Linked DNA regions of Mus musculus: regions 2, 3 and 4 are each linked to region 1. The links are chromatin contacts, called in public HiChIP or PLAC-seq and promoter capture Hi-C maps. All regions are on one chromosome and are shown on one strand. The core of a region is the stretch at or near the end of the contact, and the rest is flanking DNA. Distances in the headings are between cores, read along the strand shown. Region 1 holds the start of Unc45a (unc-45 myosin chaperone A). Region 2 overlaps Iqgap1 (IQ motif containing GTPase activating protein 1). Region 3 has its middle 28 kb from the start of Zscan2. Region 4 overlaps Zfp710 (zinc finger protein 710).

The links. Promoter capture Hi-C pulls out the DNA fragments that hold promoters and counts their contacts. HiChIP or PLAC-seq counts read pairs in DNA pulled down with a chosen protein or histone mark.
Region 2: a contact with region 1 is called in a FOXA1 HiChIP or PLAC-seq map of pancreatic cancer cells. The contact joins the enhancer-like site here to the promoter of Unc45a in region 1. A contact is called at or near these places in 13 of 39 promoter capture datasets (the 3T3-L1 cell line, the HPC-7 cell line, HPC-7-derived erythroid cells and 9 more), 1 of 484 Hi-C or Micro-C datasets (cortical neurons), 4 of 115 datasets of contacts at active chromatin or transcription factors (bone marrow-derived macrophages, embryonic stem cells, large pre-B cells and 1 more) and 2 of 9 other capture datasets (adipose tissue and liver).
Region 3: a contact with region 1 is called in a promoter capture Hi-C map of pre-B cells, with 3 times the contacts expected there. The contact joins the enhancer-like site here to the promoter of Unc45a in region 1. A contact is called at or near these places in 11 of 39 promoter capture datasets (the 3T3-L1 cell line, 3T3-L1-derived adipocytes, the C10 cell line and 7 more), 1 of 484 Hi-C or Micro-C datasets (CD4 T cells), 6 of 115 datasets of contacts at active chromatin or transcription factors (the SCID.adh cell line, embryonic forebrain, embryonic stem cells and 3 more) and 2 of 9 other capture datasets (adipose tissue and liver).
Region 4: an H3K27ac HiChIP or PLAC-seq map of microglia shows a contact between it and region 1, with 6 times the contacts expected there. The contact joins the enhancer-like site here to the promoter of Unc45a in region 1. A contact is called at or near these places in 6 of 39 promoter capture datasets (the 3T3-L1 cell line, the C10 cell line, embryonic stem cells and 2 more), 7 of 115 datasets of contacts at active chromatin or transcription factors (the 230-238 cell line, embryonic stem cells, large pre-B cells and 3 more) and 1 of 9 other capture datasets (liver).

The regions. Positions count from the first base shown.
Region 1 is chr7:80,338,859-80,341,558 of GRCm38.p6, forward strand. It overlaps Unc45a (unc-45 myosin chaperone A), which reads right to left and starts at 1,361. Exons shown (of 20, transcript NM_133952.2): 1 at 1,211-1,361; 2 at 693-854; 3 at 456-492; 4 at 1-158. The coding sequence starts at 1,261.
Region 2 is chr7:80,714,150-80,716,849 of GRCm38.p6, forward strand. The region is part of intron 37 of Iqgap1 (IQ motif containing GTPase activating protein 1); the gene reads right to left. Among named protein-coding and RNA genes, the nearest start is that of Crtc3, 27 kb to the left of the region's middle. Within about 2 kb of position 1,327, at least 105 of the 459 cell types and tissues checked have an H3K27ac peak or open chromatin away from gene starts, as enhancers often do. A contact at or near this core is called in the SN4741 cell line, bone marrow-derived macrophages, neutrophils and 1 more, where this site is marked.
Region 3 is chr7:80,831,827-80,834,526 of GRCm38.p6, forward strand. No RefSeq gene overlaps it. Among named protein-coding and RNA genes, the nearest start is that of Zscan2, 28 kb to the right of the region's middle. Within about 2 kb of position 1,350, at least 161 of the 459 cell types and tissues checked have an H3K27ac peak or open chromatin away from gene starts, as enhancers often do. A contact at or near this core is called in the HPC-7 cell line, the SCID.adh cell line, hematopoietic stem and progenitor cells and 3 more, where this site is marked.
Region 4 is chr7:80,076,695-80,079,394 of GRCm38.p6, forward strand. All of the region lies in intron 1 of Zfp710 (zinc finger protein 710), which reads left to right. Among named protein-coding and RNA genes, the nearest start is that of Gm21057, 2.8 kb to the left of the region's middle. Within about 2 kb of position 1,312, at least 163 of the 459 cell types and tissues checked have an H3K27ac peak or open chromatin away from gene starts, as enhancers often do. A contact at or near this core is called in embryonic stem cells, hematopoietic stem and progenitor cells, liver and 3 more, where this site is marked.

The sequences.
Region 1 (2,700 bases), core at 111-2,610:
CCCAATGTTCCTCAGCGACTCCTGGAAAACTTTGTTCTTGGGTTCTAGGCTCACACATCTCTTCAGGTCAAGGACAGCCTGGTCCAGGCGGCCCAGCTTCTCTAGGGCTTGGCTTCGGCGATAGAGTGCTTTGACATCCCCACCGTCCTTTTCAATGGCTGAGCACAAACAGGAACTCTATCAGCACCCAGGAGGCCACCGTCTCCAGGCAAGAGCAGTAGGGATAGATCTCGAGGGCCAAAGGAAGATAGGGGTACGAATGTGGAGCTCGGTGCTTCAGCCTCAGAAAAGGTGAGGGCGGCTGCAGAAAAGGAAAGGCCGAAGAAGTGGGAAAGCAAGTAGAAAGACGAGTGACTGGGTCCAGAGGAGGAGAAAGGGATGGCTCGGTGGCCCCAGAGTCCTTTCCCACCACAGAAGACCCCATTGCTCCATATGAGGACCCACACCCACCCTACCTTTAGACGCCTCTGATTCTGCTTTGCTGTAATCTTCCTGTAAGAGAAAGATCAGGAGCCTGAGAGTGGCAATGGCACCCTTGTTTTGCTGAACCACCTGATCCCCCACTACCCACGCCTAAAGACCTCTGGCAATCGTGCGTGGCTAGGAAATGCCCAACTGGTGCACAAACAGCAGCGGCTATGGGCAATCCCAGGCCCAGGTAGAACCAGGTTAGAGCAACCCGATCCCCTCACCAGCTTGAGGTGGCAAGCAGCCCTGTTTCGGTGCAAAATGGCCTGGTCCTGGGGCGTCGCGCCGAGACTCAGGGCCTGTGTGTAGGCGGTCAGGGCGCCCTCGTAATCCCCGCATTTGAACAGCTCGTTGCCCTCCTTCCGCAGCTGCTCGGCTGAGCTGGCCTGGAGAGAGAGAGAGAGAGAGAGAGAGAGAGAGAGAGAGAGAGAGAGAGAGAGAGAGAGAGAGAGAGAGAGAGAGAGGGAGAGAGAGAGAGAGAGAGAGAGAGAGAGAGAGAGAGAGAGAGAGAGAGAGAGAGAGAAGAGAGAGAGAGAGAGAGAGAGAGAGAGAAGAGAGAGAGAGAGAGAGAGAGAGAGAGAGAGAGAGAGAGAGAGAGAGAAAGGCGTTGGGCAGAGCAGCGCGCCTGGGAGAAGAGCCGGGTCTTGGCCGAGTCCCGTGAAGGGCTAGAATAAGGTGACGGCGACCAGGTGCGAAGGCGCATGTGTGAAAGGGGAGATGGCACAGGAGAATCAGTACGCACCCCGGGGTCGGAAGGTCGGGGCTCGGGGGTCTCCGGGCCACTCACAGTCATCACGAAGCTAAGCTCCAAGAGCCAGTGCAGGCGCAGTCTTTAGAGCAAAGGTGTCCCTGGGATCCGCGAGATGCCGGCGACTGCCCCGCCCCAGCAATGCGTCAGTGTTACGCTAAACAAGGCGAGGCCAAGAAGTGGTTGGGTCTGTGCAAGGGCGGGGTACTCGCGTTGCGCAGGCGCAGGCTCAGGCTCAGGGCTGCTTCACGAGCGCCTAGTCTGTTCCCACTGGAACCTGTAGAGGGCGCGCGGAAGAGGCTCTAAAGGAAAGGCGGCGGCAGCCGCTGGAGTTTTGTTTTTCTCTCCGTCCCCGACCACGGCAGAAGTGCACGAAATCTGTAGTCATCAGTGCCATCAGCAGTAGAGTGTAGATGCCCAGTGCTAGGAGCGGGCCTGGACCCCTGGGGAGACAGGAGAGACTCAAGGTTGTCTACTGGCTGCTACAAGTCAGGGTTTGCAGAGCCCAGAGTCCCACGAGAGCAGGGGATAAATACAGATGCATACACATATTTTGCATACAAATCTGGGAGCTCGCAAGTACCTTGAAGACAAACGCGGCAGATTCAGAATTAAACCTCCTACTACAATGTGTCCAAGATTAACAAATCCTCTTTATTAACACCGTCCAAACCCCTTAAGACAAAGCAGCTTCTGTTACTTGTTTTCATTTACAGCATTGGTTGTAATTATGATTTAGTGACTTCCTCTCCACTAATCTGGAAGCTACAAGTCTCCCACTGCAGAATTCAAGGACAGTGCCCAAGACACGGGAGCACTCTGCCAGTGTTCTGCGAATCCGGGACTAGAGTTCTTACCTGAGGATGGGTGGTGGCTGAAGCGAAGACAAGTTAACTTGGTACAGGGCCTCAAATTCATCCAGGGTACAGCAGGAACCCCCGGCAGCCTGCAGGTGGCAACAGTAGGCTTCCTCGGGAGTGTCAGAGAGGCGCGGACAGAAAAAACCAGGGTAGTGGCCGCCTTCTGCATCCCGTGTAGTCTGGCACAAATGGGGGTGGTGAGCCAGGGCTGGAGAGAAGCAAGACGTCTATAGAGAAGGGAGGTTACCCACATCCCCTTCACCCTGCTCAAAGTGCAAAATGGGGTCCAAGTCCCAAAGAGAAGAGAAGAGGAGGCTCTCTCCACCCCTCACCATCAGATCTCCCGTACCCCAAGTCACCCTCAGAGGATAGGGAAAGTATTATACCTGAGAGGTCGGTTGGCTGGGCAAGATTCATCCAACTGAAAAGCAGTCCCCCACACAGGCCTGTCAGCAGGAGCCCTGGACCTCTCCCCTGGAGGCCCATAAGAAGTCGCCTCCACCTCAGTCGTAGTCCTAGGAATCCAACAGGGGTTCTAAGCCCTGGCTACAGACAAGAAGGAAGCTGAAATTAAAGTCCCAAGATTTGCAGGGGTGAAAACTCCTCTATTATAAGCTTGTGGAG
Region 2 (2,700 bases), core at 77-2,576, 380 kb after region 1:
CTACAACTTAGTCTTAGGTTATCATTTAGTTTATAGTAAAAGATTCTAAACACAAAGGGAAATTAGGAGTTATGTTCAGTTAAAATACATTTAAAGCTTATTTCAAAAGTTACAACGGTAGGGGCCGCTGGAGCAGTGAGCAGGGCATGGATGAGTGGGTGAAGCATCATCCTCAAGAGGCAAAGGGGAGGGTGGAGAGGGGAGAGGGGAGATGGGATGGGATTTGTTGAGGGGTAACTGGAAGGGGGATATGATTTGAAATGTAAAGGAATGATTAATCAAAAAGAAGTTATGATGGCATTTCCCCATTGTTTCAGATGTAGGTTAGAGGTTTTAATACACATAGAAAAAGTAAAGGCATTTCAATTTATGAAATATGCCAATGAGAATGAGAAATGAAAATGAGAATGACCTGTAATGTCTCAGTACCTACCAGTTGCTCTGCCCCCGCCCCGCCTCCACCCCTGGCACTTTTGCACAGGCTGACCGAATACTCCTGACCCCATGGTGGGATGACAGGTATGTGCTGCCTGGCTCAGTTTCTACAGTGCTGAGATCAAACCCAGGGGTTTGTGCCTGCCAAACAAGCATTCTACCAACAGAACTACATCTCCAGCTCTGCAGTCTACTGGAGTCCTTTGTTTTTAGGAGACTGAGCCCAGGGTCTCTTGTAAACTGAATATGACTCCAACTTCAACTCCGCATGAGAAAGGTTGTCTAACGTAAATGCAAGTACAACAGGAGGAGCAACCATCCAGCACCGAGCCTGTGTGTGGCCTCGGTTAGGCACCTTACACACTATTTTTTCAAGGCATTACAAAAACCTTATGAAGCATAATTATCTGAACTTTAGAGATGAGCTGCTGAGGCTCAAAGTGTTGGGTGGCAAGGCCATCAGGAAAGAGCTGGCTCTGGGGTGATCGGTATGATCGGCTGTTTTCTAATGTTCTCTGCAGTCCTGGCGGCTTACGACAGCACTGTCGTCACTACCACTAAACTGGTGAGTGGTGGTGAGGAAGGGCATGAAGGGACCGCAGTGTCCCAAGGATGGGGACCATGGTGTGTCCTCTCTGCCTAGCCTAACCCTAACCCCAGGCACCTATGAGGCAGACCAGTTCCTGAATCCGAGCAGCAGTGTACAGTCTCCTTAGCAGACTGGTTGGCCTGCACTGGCAGTGAAACCAATGGAATAGGGACTGTATGCAGTATGCTTAGTTACAGTGTGTGAAGAAATCCTTTCACAGTTACTGAATTAATATGCGCTGAGAGACTACTGGTTACCAACAGGGAGGTACAGATGACTAAGACATACTGTCTTAGGAGTTCCCAGTTTTGGGGGTGGCAGGGAAATGAGTCAGCTCGCACTGTCAACAGAGGATGTCTCAGGGCTGCTGAGTCAAGGGGAAGGGCCATCACTGCGGCTGTAGGGGGGCAGCGCGGGCCAGTGCTCACTGTTTGATGGAGGCAGGAGGCAGGTAGGGAGCAGAGGGAGGGAGGCTGATTCCAGGAGGGGAGAGCATCCTGTGCAGAAGGCGGAACGCTTGCTCACAGAGAGGCACCAGCCTGGTTTGCTAGACCACGGCAGTGGCAAGCAAGGCAGGGTGTGGCAAGACATGGAAGAGCAGTTTGGCAGTAGAGCATGTGTGAGGCTCAAAGTTTGATTCTCAGCACTGCAAAAGAAATGAGCCAACCAGGCTGAAGAGGTCACTCACTGGTTAGGAGCACTGACTGCTCTTCTAGAGGTTCTGAGTTCAATTCCCAGCAACCACATGGTGGCTCACAACCTTCTGTAATAGGATCTGATGCCCTCTTCTGGTGTGTGTCTGAAGACAGCTACATACATAAATACATAAATCTTTAAAAAAAAAAAAAAGAAAAGAAAAAGAAACCAACCAACAAAAACCGTAAGAGGTCTACTATGTGGTACACACATAGTTGGGTCTGGACACCGCTCATGAATCCTTTCAATTGTCTGATTATTTCTGGCTTTGGATTTTGAAGATTGCTTTCACTATACAGGCTGGCCAGGAATTACAATGAAGTCCAGGCTGGCCTCAAACTCTGAATCTTCTTGCCTCTGTCTCCTGAGAGCTGGATTACTGGTGCGTGTCACCATCCTTATTTGGTACATTTTTTAATGTGCAAAAATAGATATTTAGGCAGCTCGGCATGGTGGCACATATCTATAATCCCAGCATTTGGGAGAAACAGGAGAGTCAAGTGTTCAAGGCCAGACTCAACTACATAGTGGATTTGAGGATAGTTTGGGCTACATAAGATTCCTCCCACTCCCCAAAATCAGGTATTTGGGGTTGGAAATTGAACTCAGTGGGAAACAGCCTGCAAGCACAATGCTGAGGGTCAAATGTAAGCACCAGAAAGAAAAAAAAAAGAAACTTAAAAATAAATTAGGGGCAGCTACGTTATAAAACGGCTACAGAGTTAATTTTGAATTTAAAATGTGATTCAGAGTTACAACGAGGCAATGTGTTCACAAATTTTAGTAATATCCCTAACAAAAGGTATCCATATCAAATAAAAATGAAAACAAAGAGAGATTTCAAGTACAGAGCAGCAAAGAATCTCTTACTGCTAACACTGGTGGTTAGGTACCTCCTTCAAGGCCAGGGCACCAGCTCATCAGGGCTGGAGTGAAGATTCAGGTGTCAGAGCACTCTAAAGCATCCGCACAGGACGACT
Region 3 (2,700 bases), core at 100-2,599, 490 kb after region 1:
CTTGGATACCTTGGAGGGTCACTGTTAGGATTTGGGAGTCTCTGTCTGTCGTGGTAAGTTTAAACATACTAAATGCCACATTCAGGAGATCTCTGACTGGTTTGAGGGCTAGTACCTACCTGTTTTTAGTTATCTGCTCTAAACTATACCTTGAAAATATAAAACAGAAGACTAAATAAAGCTTAATCTTGAAATTAACTGCATCAGTTCTTAGCATGGCTTCTTATATATTTCTGAACAGATTAAATTATTTGATCATTTACAAGGATACTGGTTATCTATCTCTGTTATGTTTGAGCCTTAAAAGTCAGTTTTGAATTGAAGCTCTTCTAATATCAAAATAAAACTTTTTAACCCCAAAAACATACTCCATAAAGAGACTACCACCCTTTCTGACCTTTATCTGGTATATCATTATAGAGCATAACAGTTTCCCGTGTGATTAGGTTTAAGCCGAAGGCAGTGTCAGCACAGGAAAGGGGTTAACAAGATGGGAAAATGGCAAGAACCTTGATTGGCTGAGGAAGCTGTTATTGGCACGTTGGGCTGACAGGAAGGGCTTGCTGGAGCCTTGCCAGGGCTCAAGCAAGCTGAAAGGAAGTGGTGGTGGGGGCGGAATTTCAAGAGCCAGTGATTCTTAACCTTTGTTAATGCTGTAAACTTCTAAAAAAAAAGGGGGGGGGGATTGCAACCCTATAGGAGGAACAACAATATCAACCAACCAGATCCCCCAGAGCTCCCAGGGACTAAGCCACCAACCAAGGAGTACACATGGCTCCAGCTGCATATGTAGCAGAGGATGGCCTTATCTGGCATCAATGGAAGGAGATGCCCTTGGTCCTGTGAAGGCTTGATGACCCAGTGTTGGGGAATGCCAGGGCGATGAGGAGGGGTTGGGTTGGTGGGTGGGGGAGCATTCTTATAAAAGCAGAGGGAAGGGGGCATGGGATAGGGGGTTTGTGGAGGGGAAACCAGGAAAGGGGATAACATTTGAAATGCAAATAAATAAAATATAGAATTTAAAAAATCCTTAATTTTTATTCCTGGTATCATTACCATAATTTATAGAGCAATATGTACGTTATAAATTATAAATTATAAACCAATATTTTATAAACAAGACATGCAGAACACAGTAAACGTTTAAGAGCAGTCAGAAATAAAGGTGTAGTGGCAAATGTTATTTATATATTTAAAGCAGACAAAAATCTTAATTTCAAGGGATGAGCGCCTTGCCACCTGTTGATCCAACTCTCGTGGGCACTGAGGTTTTGTAGCAGAGAAGCTGAGAGGCAGCTGGTGCTCCTTTAAGAGCAGCTTGCACCAATCACACAGCCCCTGGCTTGCTGTCGGCTTGATCCGGGAAGGAGGCGGGGCTTCTCCACCAGCGCCAGACTCCCTGCTGCAGGTGCAGGGCTCCAAGGGCAGCGCCAGTTCATCCGTTTCTGTTGTCTCAATGCAGCTGCTTCTTTCTAAATACAAAAACACTGTTTTATGAGTTATTAAATATTACTTTCTTATTTAAGTTAGCCTGATTGGTTATATAAGTTTTTTTTATAAGTTTTTTTTTTTAAGATTTATTTATTTATTATATGTAAGTACACTGTAGCTGTCTTCAGACGCACCAGAAGAGGGCATCAGATCTCATTACGGGTGGTTGTGAGCCACCATGTGGTTGCTGGGATTTGAACTCCAGACCTTCGGAAGAGCAGTCGGGTGCTCTTACCCACTGAGCCATCTCACCAGCCCCGCCTGATTGGCTATGATCAAGCACTGGACATTTAAAAATTTCCACCTAAGCTTGGCATAGCGGCATACATCTGTAATTCCGGTATTTGCAAGAGGATTAGGAGTTCATACGCATACTCAAGTACATAGGAGTTCAGGCTAACCTGGGCTAGTGAAACTTAGTTTGGGGGTGAGGGGAGACTAAGAGATAGCTCTGTGGGTAAAGTACTTGCTATACAAGCTTTGGGACCCGAGTTCACACCACTAGCTCTCAGAAAAGGCTCAGCAGGAAAAGTGGCATGGGCGTGGCTACGCATGGGCGTGGCGGTGCATACTTTTGATCCCAGCACACAGGAGGCTACCTGGTCGACATAGTTGAGTTCCAGGATAGCTAGGGATCTATAGAGAAAAAGCCTGTCTCAAAAAACAAACAAAGAAACAAACAAAGAAAAAAAAAAAACATACATCTTCAATCCCAGTACTGGAAAGAGAAGCAGAGAGCAGAGACAGGAGGGACCACCTGAATGAAACACCATGATCAAAAAGCAAGTTGGGAAGGAAAAAGTTTATTTAGCTTATACTTCAACATTACTGTTCATCACCAAAGGAAGTCAGGATAGGAAGGAACTTAAGCAGGCCTGGAACCTGGAGGCAGAAGCTGATGCAGAGGCGGGAGTTGGGGGGGGGGGGTGTTGGGGGGGCTGGAGGGTTGGGGGGGCGTAGGGTGTGTGTGTGTGGGGGGGTGCTGTTAACTGGCTTGTCCTAGCAATATCAGCCAGCTTTCTTATAAAACCCAGGACTACCAGCCCAGGGATAAAACCACCTACAATGGACAGGCTCTCCTGCTTCAATCGCTAATTAAGAAAACATCTTAGGGGGCTGGAGAGATGGCTCAGCCGTTAAGAGCACTGACTGCTCTTCCAGAGGTCCTGAGTTCTATTCCCAGCAACCACATGGTGGCTCACAACCATC
Region 4 (2,700 bases), core at 62-2,561, 260 kb before region 1:
CCCTGTGGACTCTTCTGCCTTGAGCAGTCAGGGCCAGGGCATCAGACAGAAGGGCTGTAGCCCATGAGGAGGAGCCAGGGGACTCAGGGACAAGTAAGCCAAAAGACTGGTCCAAAAGGATGAAAAGGACACTGTACTAGAGGCCACCTCCCCCATACTTATCTCTGTACATCAGACAGAGAGGCAGAGTGGCAAGTCACTTAGAATCTGTCCTTCTCTCTGTCAACAGAGCCCCTTCTGCACACACATAACACACACTTGGGCAGACACAATACATACTCACGCATGCACAGCCTACATAGCTACCCCAAGAGACCAGACCACAAATACACAGGGCTCAGCCCCTGCCACCGGGTTGCAGGCTTCTGCTGGCCCCAGGTACCCTTGGGCAGCTCCTGCACTATGCTATGATGTGGCCTCCAGATTTGGCAGCTTTGGAATTGGAGTCCCCCTGGGTGCTAGTGATGCCTGGTGCGACCCAGCTCTGCCCTGCTAATTAAGAACTCCTGTCACCATTCCTTGGCTGTGGAGTCAGGTTGCTTTAGGGTTAAATGAGGCCTGGAGCCCCCAGTAATGATAAGCTTCTGCCATGTCTGTGGCTATGATTGACAATTCTTAGGCCCCCACCCTTGGCCCTCAAAGAGTACTGACTGAGTAAGAGCCCTTTGCCAGCCAGAACAGACAACAGTCAAAACCACCTATTCCTGGCGGATGGTTAGGCCCAGGTGGCCTGGGATATATAGACTTGGTTTATATCCTGTATGTGACACGAAGGAGTGGCTCCTTGCTGGAGGGGACCCCAGTTTGTATAGTTAATTGCAGGACTTTTCTTGCAGTCAGGAAACAGACCCCGCTCATGGTCTCCCCTCAAGCAGGGTTGGCCAGAGATCAGTGGTCACCCTCTGTCTGCATGTGAATTAGGCCCTGTGCATCATTTTCTTGGGGTTATGGGAGGGTGGGGGGTGTAGCAACTGGGCTTCTGAGGAAAGCCACACTGTCTTGTCCTGTGTGTTCCAAGTCAGAAAGCCTCCCTAAGAGTGGGAATGGAGAAACTGAACTCTGAGACACAGTGGGACAGACTTAGCGCTGACCTTAGCACTCAACCCCGATTCTTGTTATTGTTACTCGTTGTTTGTTTGTTTGTTTGTTTGTTTTATCTGCTCAAAACTCAGTATGTAGCTGAGGATGACTTTGAACTCCTGAACTTAGTCCACCTTCCAAGCGCTGGAACTACAGGCGTGGGCTGTCACACCCAGCTTCCAGTGCCAAGTTCCAAGCACAGGCCCTGCCCGTGATTGGCTGGCCCTGCCATCCCCCTGGGTCCTGACTTGTGGGAAGTCTAAAAATTTTGCTGAGTGTATTGTTTGCTCAAAGCCACTGTATACACTCGGGGCTGCTGTCTGGTGCTGTGTCTGGGACGGGCTGGTGTGGCAGACCGTGGCATTCTCTCCATTGTATTTAGGAAAGCCACCTCTGGCTAGTGGGTTCCGTGGGGACAGAGTCCCTCACCTTCCCTATGCACTAGACCTTCTACCCAGCTGGGATTTAGCAATTTTTTAAAAAAATTTATTATATGTAAGTACATTGTCGCTGTCTTCAGACACTCCAGAAGACGGAGTCAGATTTCGTTACAGATGGTTGTGAGCCACCATGTGGTTGCTGGGATTTGAACTTCGGACCTTCGGAAGAGCAGTTGGGTGCTCTTACCCACTGAGCCATCTCACCAGCCCCGCAATTTTTTTTTTTTTAATGAGTTCTTAATTCTTGACAGCTATCCTTGCAATCACCAAAGCTTTGCTGAATTTGGGGCCCAAGGATGAAAAGTTTTTCCAGCCCTGAGACTGTCTTCTTTCTGGGGATCTAGGATGATAAAGCTCTGTCCATCTTTGCTCTCACTCAGGGCTTTGTAATTAACTAAGATCCTTGTCCTGCCTGCAGCACGTTCTTGGGGGTCCCATGCCCTTCCTTGTGAGCTTTCATCCTTGTTCAGATGGAGAAACTAAGGCATAGGAGTGACCTTTTAGTAACCAATTACAAGTGACTGAAGTGGGCAGCCCTAGTCAAGTGAAGCTGGCCGAGGCGAGGGTGAGCAGAAGTGAGTTTAGCCACCTGCACAGTTCCAGATGGATCCGGACGCTCCCGGCAGGACTCCCATGTGACCCCTTCCACCAGAGCCCTGCTCTGAGCTTAACAGTTTAATCTTCCGTGTCTGTTGCAAGGAGGCCGGATTCCTGTCTGGGGTATTTTTAGCTTCCTCAGGAAGAGGAAGCTCCTGTGCTGGGGGGAGGGCAGCGTCAGGCCTGGACTGATTTCCTGAGGAAGGGCTGTCCGCTGGCCATGTGCCGGACGCTGGCCCTAGGAGTGAGGCAGGCCAGAGCCACCCCACGAGTGTCCTTCCTCTTTCTGGAGTGTGTCAGGAACTGAGCCAAGGCAGGGCGTGGGGACGTGAATATCTGAAGCCCAGGAGGAGGCACCCACAGCACAGGCATGCTGTTGGTGTGCTGTAGTCCTGGGGAAGCTGGCACGGGCACGGGAGTGGGCAGAGGCCAGGAAGCTGGTGGCAGAGCACCCAAGCAATGCTGGGGAAGGGCACCTTGTTCAAGGCTGGGGCTTGCACTGCTTGGGAAGCCAGGGGAAAGGCGGACACTTTTGCTGATTTGACAACTGGTCAGGGTCCATTGATTATCTGAAACTGTTAGA